4 separate regions of the Mus musculus genome follow, and regions 2, 3 and 4 are each linked to region 1. A link is a contact called in public ChIA-PET, Hi-C and promoter capture Hi-C data. All regions are on one chromosome and are shown on one strand. The core of a region is the stretch at or near the end of the contact, and the rest is flanking DNA. Distances in the headings are between cores, read along the strand shown.

Region 1 (3,112 bases), core at 448-2,947:
GCTTTCGGCACAGAGCCATCCACATGTAGGACAGCCCTGTTTCCTAAAAGCTGGGGCTCACTGTCAGCTCACCACTGGATTGCACCAGCCAACAATACTGGTCAGGTGCAGTGGCGGGTGGCTGGGGCACAAGCAAGTCCTCACCAGCAGCCCTAACACGATTTTAGGGATGGAAACAGATAAAGTTAAACCCCTGAGGCACTGTTTCATTTCTGCACCCAGGAAAGGGAACAGACAACAGACGCCTACTGTGATCTCATTCCACCCCTAGGTCCCAAGAAAGGGGTCGACACAGCTGAGTAGCACACTGCAGCGGAAACCCAGGGAGTGGGGCCGACTCACTGTTCTTCTGCTTCTTCCTGTCTCTCGGTGGCTCCTTGAGGGCTTTGATGATCAGGGCTGAGGCAGAAGGCACCACCTCGATCTGCAAAGAGACTTGATGTGAACACAGCCCAGAAAACCAACCACCACCAGACACGCTAAAGGGCCCCGAAAAAACAGCTCGGCTAGCTAAGGTGCTTCCTGCTGGCCTCACCTCCAGAGTTGAATCCCTAGCATGGCGGACTCCTGCACCCTGGCACCTACTACTGACTTACAGTGAACCCTGTCGTATAGCCCTCCCACAAGGATAAAATCCGATTCACCGGGACAGGGAAATCTTTGCCAAGACCCATGATTCCTGAGGGCTGCTATCTCAACCCTTCCCTCAACCCCCCACAGCAAGCAATGTAAATACCTGGGCCTGTCTGTTCTGGATGGTCAGTTTCACTGTAATTCTGAGACCCTTCCAGTCACCGGTAGCCTTGGCAATGTCATCGCCAACTTTCTTCGGAGACTGTAGAAATAATAGCATTCGTTACCATGTGCCCAAAGTTGAAGCCAGGACCTTCAAGCTCACCGCCAGCCCTCCTCACCGTCCCACAGGAGCCTGCCCACAATGGCTCCACATCCTTCTTCACTAAGACAACTCTGCAGTAAGGGCTAACAAAGCAAAACACTTTCTGCTGCAATGGGGAACCCTCGGAGCTTTAAACACTAGGTTCCCGTGCGTTACCCACGGAGGCTAGTGGATTTAAGCAAGTCCAATGGCTGCCTCAACCGGGCTGTGGCACGAGCCTCCGTGCACGTGTTATCTCAGTTTTCCTTTGCGTCCCAAGTCCCAGCACCCACATCCCGGCCTGCACCAGGGACATGGTGGCCTCTTCTGCCCTCCACGGGGACAGAACACATCTACAGGCCAAACAGCATGCACGTTAGAGGTCTACGGCTCGGGAGCGACGACTTACCAGACCCAGAGGACCGATCTTCGGGGCCAAGGCGGATGTGGCGCCGACCTCGCCTCCGGTGCACCTCAGGTACACTGAAGAAAAAGCAAAATCAGAACCTCTGCGGCGCAGGCCGCCCTGCGCGCTGCCGTCGGGCTTCAGATGTCCCGGGCCAGGCCTTACCCTAAGGCGCACGGGCCGCCAGAGCGTCGGGCTCCCTCCCCTCTTACACACGTGGCAGCCAAGGCCCAAGGGAGACCCGCCAGGCCCCGGGACAGCACCCGGGCGCGGCGAGGGCACGCACCGACTTTGACCTCGTTGGGGTCGAACTTGGGCGGCATGGTGGAGGCGGCTGGTGTCGGATGAACCCGGATTCGGGACGACCGAAGAAAGTTGCACCGTTGCCTCCTCCGAGCCGAAAGCCGAAAAGACGGATCCTGCTCCGCCCACGCCGGATATAGGCGGAAAAGCTCAGCTCTCGCGAGAACCGCTGGCCCCACCCAGTCTCTGGGCGACACCCTGGTCGCCCTGTTTCTTATGGGCAGGCGTCTGCGGCAGAGGACTGCAGAGCTTGGTCTGTGGGTGAGCTCGGGATTCGGAAGGGGTAAATGTTCGGAGCACCTTGCCTGGGCAACAGAGTAGGGCTGCACCAGAGGTCCTGGTTCCTGGTCCACGTTCCCTTCTCTTGACGGTGACTCTGGAGCCCCTGGGACCCAGCCCAGGGCCCCGCCCCTCCCCTAAGGGATCTGCACCTGACTTGAGCGACCCTAGTACCAGTGCCACCCTAGTACCCTCCTAACCTGTTTGCGGTATGTGCATGTTAGTTACAGAAACAAACTATTCGAGTCTAATCACGAGTCTTTAATTCTGCAATTCCTTGGTTTCTAGAATCTCGAGACTTTGTCATCCTGAGTTGCGTGTCTTTCTGAAATTTAAAGTTTCGGTGCTCACTTCTATGTTTGAAGGAGACCGGACACCAGCTCAGCTTTTGGGGGCCAATGGTTTGTATCTGTGGCCAAGTCTTCGGAGTGACTGGCCTACCTTGAGGTCCACCCAAGAATCGGAACATCGGTGGAGGACCTCCCCATCCACAGAGCCAGGTTAGCCGCTGGCCAGCCCTGCCAGGGAAGGATGGGTGTGGTTCTTCCCAGCCAAGCTGGACCATCAGGAAAGTTCAAACCAGAACTGAACGAGCCCTGCTGAGAACGGTGAGGGAGGGGGAATTGGCAGAGATAGTCATTGAAGAAGGTATTTGGAAATGTAGATCTGGAGGATGGGGGCGAGGGAGGCTAGTCATTAGTGAGCCATCTGTAAGGGATTTAAGTCGTGGCCATCAGATAGGGATGGAGGGAGCTGTCTCTCAGGAGTGCTGCAATTGAGTGCGGAGAGTCCTGAGCAGGCCCTGCAGGCCCAGCAACCTCCTCTGACAGCCCACGCCCACAAATGGAGACCTGAAATCCCTCAGGACCACATGTGTCCTCTACTGCAAGGCTCCTCCAGCCCTCTTCTCCTTAGCAACTGTAATAGTACCTGAGTGCATTTGTCATGTGTGTGGTACCCTGTGGCAGAGTCTATGGCATAGACCTGACATACATGAAGTCACTGACCCCACAGAGGCCAGCATTGGCAACATTGCTCCATATTACAAATGAGGAAACCGGCTCCGACCAGTGACACAAAGTGACACAGCTAATGTCTTAGGTGTCAGAGCCCATGCCGTGAGTTACACACTTCCTCCAAATGATTATGTCCTTCCTATTGCTGGCCCTTAGACAGCACTGGAAGTTGCAGCCAGCTATGGGCAGCCAGCTACTGAATTCAGGACACAATGATTAACTTGGCTAAAC
Region 2 (3,112 bases), core at 366-2,865, 810 kb after region 1:
GTCACTCAAGAGGACCTGAACATGGCTCCAAGAGGGACACTTGCCTGAACAAGCTGAAGGCTCCCCGAACAATTATTTGCCCATCCCCAAGGAGGGCAGTTCTCTTCCAAAGTCAAGACTCCCGAGTTCCTGTCTCTTCTCCTATCCATCCTATACAATTCCAGCCCACTGAAAGCCAGACAACCCCCTGCTCTGACGGGGGCTACTAACGCAGTCCGTGCCTCCTCCCCACTGAGGCCCAGCACTAACCAAAGTACCTACGGATGTGGGTATTTTGTTGGGTTTTCACCATGTAGCCCAGGCTGACCTGGAACTTCCAGCAGTCCTACATCACCCAATGTTTTGAATCCCTTCTCCAACGCTGCCACTTCAAACCAGCACCTGTGGCATGCCCCAGCATGGATGACACCACAAGTGGCCAGCCTTCTGTCCTAGGTTGACAGCACAGAGTAACTACAGAGCACCGACGGCTTGCCAAGTCATGCCTCTCTGCCTGTGAAGGCTGAGTAGTCCCTCGGTGGCAGCAAGCATCCCACTCCACAGCCTGTACCCCTCAGGTCCCAGCTTGCACCACGACGGTGCAGACATTACGATACAAAGCAAGCCCCTGCGGTTGTACTGCTGAGAAAGGGCGCTGAGGCTTCAGACAGACGGACAGAAAACCCAAGTGAGATATACAACGCAAACAGACAACACACCGAAATACACGCTAACCTTTCCAGGAAAGAAAAAACGTAGGTGAAATTTAACTACCCTGCAAAAGACAGCTTTATAAAGGTTTCTCCCAGGCAGCCATTTAGCAAATGACACACTCCGGAGAGCATCGGCGCCCCCCTTCTCCCACTTCCTTCAAGCTCACCATTGCCTGGGGAAGGGGGGCGACACCTATTCTTGCCTAACAGTGGGCTTCATCCCCCCACGATATTTACAAAGAAGAAAGGAAAGCAGCAGCGTCCACTTTTATGCAGGCAGATCCTCTCCAGAGAGGCCCACCATCTATCTCAATAGGTCTGCATTTCTCTCTTAAAAGGTAGACGAAGAAAAAGAAACAAACAAAAAAATCAATCTGGCAGGCCCCGAGCAGCGACATCCTGTTTATCATTAAACATTTTTAGCAGCGGCTCCGGGTGCCGTGAAAACACCACCCCGCTTCCCTCAGCCGAACCCACCCGAGCCGGGGCGGCGCTCGGCCTGCGGTTCCGGGCGGCCTCGGGGTCCCGCGTCCCCCACCCCGGCCGACAAGGCCGCCGTCCCCGGGCGCAGGAGAGCCCTCGGGCTCGATCCCGACCCCGAGCCTTGCCCAGCCCCGCTCGGCCCGCCGTCCTCCCGCCCTGGCCGCGAAGACACAACAATGGCGAGCTGGGGAGCGCCGAGCAGGCCGCCCAGGCCGCAGCCCCGCGCCCGCCGCAGCGCACCGCCGCGGAGACAAAGCGCAACCCCGGCCTCTGCCCTGGCCCCGGCCCCGGCCCACCTGGTCTGCGTCCGCGCGCGACGGGCCCGGGCGATGGCGGTCGGGCGGCGGCCGGGCGCGGGGGCGGCGGATGGCGGCGGATTGCGCGGCGGCGGCGCGGGGCTCGGCGCTCTGCGCTCCTGCCTCTGCCTCCTCCTCCTCCTCCCGCTCCTCGGCGCTCGCTGGAGCCTCGGCGCTGTGGCTCGCCGCCGCCTCCCGCCCGCGCTCGGCTCCCCGCCCCCCGCCGCCGCCGCCTCCGCCTCCGCGCCGCCCCCGCCCGCCGCCCGCACGGTGGCCCGCGCAGCGCCCCCTGCTGCGTCGCCCCTGTCCCGGGAGGGAGGGCGGGGGAGAGGAGGAGGGAGAGCGCGGGGAGCGAGCTGGGCCGCGGTGCAGAGGGGCTGCGGAAGAGAGGGACCTAGATGGAGAGGAGGCTCGGCTGGAGAGGGGACGCGGTGGAGAGGGACCTTGATGGACAAGGGGCTTACGTGGAGAGGAGGCCGAGGTGGAGAAGGGGCCCAAATGGAAAGACCTTGATGAAGAAGGGGCCTAGGTGGAGAGGGACCTTGATGGAGAAGGGGCCTAGGTGGAGAGAGACCTTGATGGAGAAGAGGCCTTGGTGGAGAGGGACCTTGATGGAGAAGAGGCCTTGGTGGAGAGGGACTTTGATGGAGAAGGGGCCTAGGTGGAAAGGAACCAGGAGAAGGAGGAAGCCCTGGTGCAAAGAGGCTGCAATGGAGAGGACGGCTCAAATGGAGAAAAAGTAAAGGAACTGGGGGGAGAGGGGGATCCCAGTAGCAAGATACATGGATGGAGATGGGGTCCCAAATCAGAGGGGTCTTCATGGAGAGAGGCTCCTGGTGAAGAGGAATCTCAACGGAGAGTGGATCTGGTTGAAGACCACCCCCACCCATGGAGAAGGCCTCCTCCATGGGTGGGGGAGGGGCTCTTGAAAGAAGCAGACATAGACTGGGAGGGGACCCCAGGGAGAGCTCTGGGGTGAGAATGCAAAAGGGTGGGGAGAATGGGGAGGACTCAGCACCCTAAAAGGCAGGGGATGCAGACCTGAGAGGGAGGGGGGCTCAGAAGAGGGACTGAACTTGGATCCTGCTCCCACCACCCCCAGAGCTCTAGAGCCTCTTGACAGACAAACCTGACAGCCTGACAGTCCTGACCTGTTAGAATGTGTGGAGGGAGAGGGGGATCCCAGTGGCAAGATACATGCAGGAAACACGCAGAAGTGGTACGGCAGAAGTGGTACGGCAGAAGTGGTACGGCAGAAGTGGTTCGTTGCACCATTCCACAGCAAGGTCTCCCTTCCATAACAAGTGCACCGTATAGACACTTCACCTTTTTTTGTTGTTGTTTTATTTTGTTTTGTTTTTCAAGACAGGGTTTCTCTGTGTATCCCTGGCTGTCCTGGAACTCACTCTGTAGACCAGGCTGCCCTCAAACTCAGAAATCTGCCTGCCTCTGTCTCCCAAGTGCTGGAATTAAAGGCTTGCACCACCACTGCCCGGCCACTTCACCCTTTTTAAAACATGACATAAACCACCCCACTTGGGTGTGTATTCGTGTGAATGCAGAACAAAAGGCCTGGGAGAGAGACTGGCTCCCTTCGAGGTTACTGTGCAGTGCTAGGTTCTCCTTATCTATTCCAGATAT
Region 3 (3,112 bases), core at 258-2,757, 600 kb before region 1:
CACCCCTAGGACCAGGGGGACGCTGCAGCCCAGGGCTGACCGATGCGTGGAAGGGGCAGCACACTCACACACGTGCGCACACACTCACACCCGAAACAAGGAGGCTCACACATGGCCTGGGAGCAGGGAGACAGGAAGGACCCTTCAACATGTGGCCCTTGACAGGGGCAATTGCCAATGGTCTCTGGGCTGCTGCCCTGCCCTGGGGTCCCGCTTGGAGGGCGTTTGTTGCAGCTGGACTGGGGCCAGGCCACCCATCGTATTCTTTCCGTTTACCTTGTACAGACTGCCCGCCTGCCATCCCCACACACATTTTATTTAATAACTTGTCATTGTTAAATTATTTATTAGCGTTTCCACATCACCACCCCCGCCTTCCACTCACCTTCTGCCTCTTCCCACAAAAGCAGAAAATGGAAACAGCAAGAAAAAAAGACAAGATGTTGGTATATTTGTAAATAAACAACCTGTACACTCCTGTGTGGCCCCTCCTTGGGGATGGGGCTTGGGTCTAAGCGGGAGCTGCCCGTGACACTACTGGACCGCCCTGTGACTGACAGGGCGATAAGTCATGGACACTGGGTTTGGGTCTTGCCCAACTCTACCTCATAACCAATCCCCTCTCCTTCCCTCCTTGCCTCAGCCCTGGCCATCTCAGCCTTGAGTCCAACACAGTCATCCATGTCCAGTGCCCTCTGTCCAATCACCCAAAACACCCATCCCTTCATTGAGGCAGCCATTGCCTATGGGGGCTTCTTTCAGTGTCAACCAGGCTGAGAATGAAGGAAGAGATGGTCACCTCCAAGGGTGTAGAAAACCTGATGTAGTTCAGGTGACATGTAATAGAGCCTTGGTCCTGGGGCAGCTGGTCTCATGGGGGTGGGAATCAGGGAAGACTTCCTAGAAGAAGCCATTCAGCTGAGATCTGAAGTTACCTAGCTGGGGAGAGAGCCCGGGGGTGAGAAGGATGTCTGAGGATGGTCCAGGCTTATAAACCTCGGAGGAGGCAGAATGCGACCAGAAAGGTAGCTAAGGCGGGGCCAGGAGAAGGACTCTGCTGAGCAGAAATATATGATTAGCTTAGGTGAACTGAATGGGGTCAGGGAGGTCAGCTGGGTCTCTGAGGTGAGAGGTGACAGCAGCTTTGACCAGGGTGGTACCTGTGGTGAGCAAGAGAAGTCCAGACTCTCAAGGTATTCAGGAAATATCTAGGCCCCCTGGTCATTGTGTGTACAAAGGGCGAAGATGGGATGGGGCAGTCTTTAGTCTGAGGCATGTGAGCTGAGCATACCAGAGATGACCCCAAATGAGGTGACACAGACCACAGCTGGGCCCCTGAGGATCCAGAAGACAAGCATGGGGTCTCCTGCCTGGAGCACTGATGGGCAGGTCAGCCAGGGGACAAAACCCAACAGAGCCTCAACTGTGGCTGTCAGGACCACCTGAGAGCCACCATGAGACCTCTCACTCTGCCGGTGAGCACCAGCGCCCCCTAGGGGACTGCCTCTCCACAACCTCTGCTGGGTAACTGGCTGCTAAGCAACTTCGGAGATGCCTTTTCTTCGTTTGTATGTAACCTAAAAGGCAGGGTCCTGGGCTTCAGAAGGGACACCGAGGCCCAGGAGAGGAGGTGATAGCTCAGTATGATGAAGCAAACGGGAGGACACAATCTAGACAGGAAAGCAGCTTGAATCACAACATTTGAGCCTTGCCAATCCCACCCCACCCCCACACCGAAAACTCAGCTGCTCTTCCAGGCCCACTGTTTCTGGTCCTAGGACAAGATCCTCCAAGGTCAGTCCAGACACCTGGAGGTAGGGAATCTCCTACCTTCAGCGTGCCTCACAAGACTCCGGGAAACCTAAGTCACATGGTCCAAACTGCACAGCTCCGGAGGCAGGACTAAACAGAGCCTTGGTGGCTGGGCTCCAAGCTGGAACTGGAGGAGGGACGATGGAGGGAGGGGTGAGGGGCGTCCATGTTCTATTCTTCAAGAACAGTGGGCTGCCAACCCTGTAGCCTAGAGCAATGTCTAAAATCCTGTCACTAAAAAATGTGGGGGTGGGGGCTGAGCTAATCCACTGCCTCATTGTCACCTGCATCCCCCGACCCCCACCCCCACCCCGTCCAGATGAAGACATGGACTGGGGAGTAAGACGGGGAGGGGGAGTGCTCTCCTCAAAGGTCCCGGTCCTGCAGGCTGATGGCTTCTCAGCGTCCTCAAGCAGACCTTGACCCCACTCACTGCTTTGAGATCTTGTGAAATTGGCTGGAGCTGGAGGGAGAGGGGTTGAGCCTTCCTTCATCTCTATCTTCTTTCTTCTGTGACCCAGGTCTCCTGGGTCAAGCATGAGCAGTCACTCAAAAGACATAAGTGACTCAAAGTGGGGAGGGATCGCCCCAGGGCTTGGGACTCCAGGGAAACCCTCCTGGAAGAGAAAACACTTGGGCTGAGCATCCCAGAGTGGTCGTAGAGGAATGGACAAGACAGAGACCGACAAGGATATCTAGGAAGATGGAAGAGCAAGTTGAGGATCAGAAGCAGGAGCCACAAGAGGCATGGCAGTGGGGCAAACCCCAATGACCTTGGAGTCTGAGAGTCAAAAATGGAGACTCTGAGTGGTGCCAGGGTCAGACAGGAAAGGAAGGACAACTTGGATGTCCTTGTCTCCAAACCAGCAGAGTAAATTAGGTCAGCTGTGAACTACTATATAGAACTGTGAACTACTATATAGAACCAAGAAATGTTTACTCTCGCAAATGGAACAGAGAAGAAATGAAGCCGGTGCCCATTCCCTAGATGAAGAATATGTATTATCCATGCCTTGATCTGGCACGAGCAGTGTGCCCATGTGACAGAGCACCCACATGGCTCTCTGTGGACACCATCCCACTCTCTTCTTCCTCTATTTCCCTCTATTTAGCTTCTAAATCCCCAAGACTGACCAGCCAGAATTTCTACATGAACCCTGCAGTCACACATCAGGCCACAAGGTGGCACTCGGGAGTCAGGCAGGCCATCGTCCACAGACTAGCCAGCTGGGCTCTCAATGCTTGCAGAAGGGATTGCTAAGGGTCCTGAGGATGGCCAGTGGGGAGAATAAGCGTTGGG
Region 4 (3,112 bases), core at 425-2,924, 600 kb after region 1:
ATCTCTCCGGCCCCCGTGGGTTTTTACTGTTGCTGTTGTTGTTTTTCTATTTTAATACATTATTTTCACTATGACAAGCATAACTTTTAAAATGGGAAAAGAAAAGGTGGTGTACATATGTGCATATTGTGACCTGCTGTGGGATTTTTTTCTCTCTCGAATCATCCACGCATCTTTTGAAAGTCACCCCGAAAGGCTGTCCACGCTGGGGTCCTGGTAGGGATACCAAGTGATGGCTGTCTAATTAGCTTCTACCTGTGTTGTGACTATGGGCACATGGTCCCTCTTCTGGGCCTCAGGTTGCTATCCTCATTTGTAGAGGGGGGTTACGGGTGTGCCTCCCCTTAGGTTTATCAGCAGAGGCAGGAACGGCCAGCACCGTAGCCCGGTAACCCTGTACTTAGCAGAGTAGCCTGTGGACTTCATCTCCTGGGAGCCTGGTATCTTCATCTATAAGGATGCTGTTAGGGCCGCTGTGAGTGTTGGTAAGAATGAATGGGTTAGGAAGAAGCTGAGGGCCACGGGGAACTGCCATACCTTGCAACTGCTGTAGGAGCAAAGCTCTTTGCAGCATGGGGCCATTGAGCAGGGAGGTCGAGTGGAGGCCCTGGAGACTCAGAAGCTGTTGCGGGGATGACTGCTGGGGGAGGCCCCTGTGTGATGGGAGTAGGGTGTCAGAGGGGTCCTGGGAAAGCCATCTACCCGGAGGTCTCTCACCTCCATTCTCTCCATCTCAATGGCAGATGGAGGATCCCCTCCAAGGTAGAAACTGATGACATTTAATACTCAAACAAGGATGCCCCTGGGGAAAAAATAACTACTGGGAGCCAGGCTCCAAAATGTGGGTCTGAGCCGTCAGACCTCAGACTGCTCCTGGAAGTGGAAAACTCACCGGCTGACAGGAATGGACAAGGAGGCCTGTGGTGGGGACTGTTGCAGCAGCTGTTGGAGCTGCAGTATCTGCTGTTGCTGCTGCTGGAGCTGCTGCTGCTGGAGCTGCTGCTGCAACTGTTGCTGCTGCTGCTGCAACTGTTGCTGCTGCTGGAGTTGCGGGTTGAACATGGTGGCTGAAGGGGGTATGGTGGGTAGGGTCAGATCACCACTTTGGGATGATCCAGCTTCTCTCCCCTCCCAAAACACCCACCCCAGCATAACGCCTGCTAAGCTTCACCGCTACACAGTCCCACCCACGCCAAGAGCACGCTGCATTTATACCCGGGGCTTCGGGGCTTCCAGTTCTTCCGGTCAGCTGCCAGAACAGGATACACACACAGACACGCCTTCAGTTCTTTATCTTCCCTCCCATCTCTTCAACTCTGGCGGTCCAACCTTCTAATCGGAGCACACCTTTCCACTCCCATCTCCTGCCTGTCAGTCACTCTACACTTCCTGGTGCTTCCCGTGCACACTTCCCTGTTTTGGATTCCGCTGTCCTCTCCCTAAATTGTGTCACTTAAATCCATGAACCCTGGATGGGAAACGCTTCCGTCCGCCGCAGCACACCCCCACCCCGCTCCGTTGTCCCTCATCCCTCCACTCCCTTCCCTCGCAGATATAGCCAACGCCACTTAACTAATCCTGTGGCCTCGCCTGTCCACAAAGCCCGTAGGCTCTCTGCAAGTAGCCGCTATCCCTGCGGTCCACCCTTCCCGGGGTGCCCAACCCTCCTCCACTGTCGCTTCCGGGGCGGGCACCACACTGGCTCCCCCTCACCTCCCGGCAATCCACGAAAACCGAAACCGTGAAAGCCACGAGCTGACTCGTAAGGCGGGCTCCGGAGCTCCCGGGCTGCTCGGGACGGTGACCGGACCGGGACACTCCGAAGGCCCAGCGGCTGGCCACTCCCGCGCAGAGCGCCCTCTGGAGGTGCGGAGGCCTCAGCGCGGACGCCGCGGCGGGCGAACAAGCCTCGCGCGCAGGTCACGTCGCGGGGACCGCGACCAATCTGCAATCGCTAGAGCCGCGGTGGCTCCCAGGTGCTATGAGGCGCCGGGCAGCGTAGGCTCCTGTCCCCAGATCCCAGCATCGGGAAGGGGCGATTCTGAGTTCCCACGGCCGTCTGTTTATCTGGCAGGGGCAAAGGGGACCGACAGTCGGTCAGATCCCAACTGACCTCCCCAATGCCACCACTGTCCCCAGATCCCGAGCCCGCGTGGGGCTGGGACAAGAGCAAGCGGGCGCGCGTATGTGTGGTGAATTCAGCTTTAAAAAAATAGTTTTGTTTTTTACATTTTTTTAAAAAAGATTTAGTTTATGTGTATGAGTGTTTTGAACGTATGTGTATCTGTATATCGTGTATATCTTGTACATCCTGGAACTAGAGTTAGAAACATTTGTGAATTGTCTTGTGAGTGCTAGGAATCGAACCCAGCTCCTCTGCAAGAACAAGTGCTCTTAACCACTGAGCTATCTCTCCTCATCCCCGTTTTTTGTTTTTTTGTTTTTGTTTTTTTTTGTTTTTTGTTTTTTTTTGGTTTTTTTTTTTTTTGGTTTTTTTTTTTTTTTTTTTGGTTTTTGGTTTTTTGAGGCAGGGTTTCTCTGTATAGCCCTGGCTGTCCTGGCACTCACTTTGTAGACCAGGCTGGCCTCGAACTCAGAAATCCGTCTGCCTCTGCCTCCCGAGTGCTGGGATTAAAGGCGTGCGCCACCACGCCCGCCTCTCACCCCCGTCTTTTAAATATGTATTCTTATTTCAGGTGTATGAATGTTTTGCCTGCATGTATGTGTGTGTACTTTGTATGTGCCTAGTGCTTGCAGAGGTCTAAAGAGGGCATCTGATCCCCTAGGAAGAAGTTTGTGGATGGTTGTGAGCCACCTGTGGGAGTGCTGGGAGCTGAACCTGGGTCCTTTGGAAGAAGAACAAACGTTAACCACTTAACAAGTTCCCAAGCCTCTGATTTCCTTTTCCGTTTCATTGTGTTGTGTAGCAATGGCTACATATGGAAACTCACTATAGACCAGACTGGCCTCGAATTCACAGAAACCCGCTGGCTTCTGCCACCACGTCTGACACAGTTACTTTCTTTAATGGCTCTTACCTGCCCCTAAAAAGGTCCTGCCACTGCGGACACCCCTTAGCCCCACTGGTCTTGGCAATTCTTTTATCTTGTTC

Evidence for each region. Promoter capture Hi-C pulls out the DNA fragments that hold promoters and counts their contacts. Hi-C and Micro-C count contacts between places; a contact is called where the count stands out from the background. ChIA-PET counts read pairs in DNA pulled down with a chosen protein or histone mark.
Region 2: a contact with region 1 is called in a Hi-C map of CD8 T cells, with 2.6 times the contacts expected there. The contact joins the promoter of Prrc2b here to the promoter of Rpl12 in region 1. A contact is called at or near these places in 2 of 484 Hi-C or Micro-C datasets (CD4 T cells and CD8 T cells) and 1 of 115 datasets of contacts at active chromatin or transcription factors (pancreatic cancer cells).
Region 3: a contact with region 1 is called in a promoter capture Hi-C map of hippocampal neurons, with 2.6 times the contacts expected there. The contact joins the enhancer-like site here to the promoter of Rpl12 in region 1. A contact is called at or near these places in 4 of 39 promoter capture datasets (3T3-L1-derived adipocytes, the C10 cell line, embryonic stem cells and 1 more).
Region 4: an RNA polymerase II ChIA-PET map of memory CD8 T cells shows a contact between it and region 1, with 8 read pairs. The contact joins the promoter of Ciz1 here to the promoter of Rpl12 in region 1. A contact is called at or near these places in 1 of 115 datasets of contacts at active chromatin or transcription factors (memory CD8 T cells) and 1 of 9 other capture datasets (liver).

The regions. Positions count from the first base shown.
Region 1 is chr2:32,960,297-32,963,408 of GRCm38.p6, reverse strand. It overlaps Rpl12 (ribosomal protein L12), which reads right to left and starts at 1,697. Exons shown (of 7, transcript NM_009076.3): 1 at 1,570-1,697; 2 at 1,287-1,360; 3 at 737-835; 4 at 343-424. The coding sequence starts at 1,606. Lrsam1 (leucine rich repeat and sterile alpha motif containing 1) reads left to right here and starts at 1,768. Exons shown (of 26, transcript NM_199302.3): 1 at 1,768-1,847; 2 at 2,154-2,365. Snora65 (small nucleolar RNA, H/ACA box 65) reads right to left here and starts at 108; the gene lies at 1-108.
Region 2 is chr2:32,149,651-32,152,762 of GRCm38.p6, reverse strand. Prrc2b (proline-rich coiled-coil 2B) reads right to left here and starts at 1,615. Exons shown (of 32, transcript NM_001159634.1): 1 at 1,472-1,615.
Region 3 is chr2:33,558,331-33,561,442 of GRCm38.p6, reverse strand. It overlaps Lmx1b (LIM homeobox transcription factor 1 beta), which reads left to right. Exons shown (of 8, transcript NM_010725.3): 8 at 1-478. Among named protein-coding and RNA genes, the nearest start is that of Gm39789, 4.4 kb to the right of the region's middle. Within about 2 kb of position 1,507, at least 8 of the 459 cell types and tissues checked have an H3K27ac peak or open chromatin away from gene starts, as enhancers often do. A contact at or near this core is called in hippocampal neurons, where this site is marked.
Region 4 is chr2:32,361,760-32,364,871 of GRCm38.p6, reverse strand. Ciz1 (CDKN1A interacting zinc finger protein 1) reads right to left here and starts at 1,674. Exons shown (of 17, transcript NM_028412.2): 1 at 1,574-1,674; 2 at 893-1,067; 3 at 538-653. The coding sequence starts at 1,062.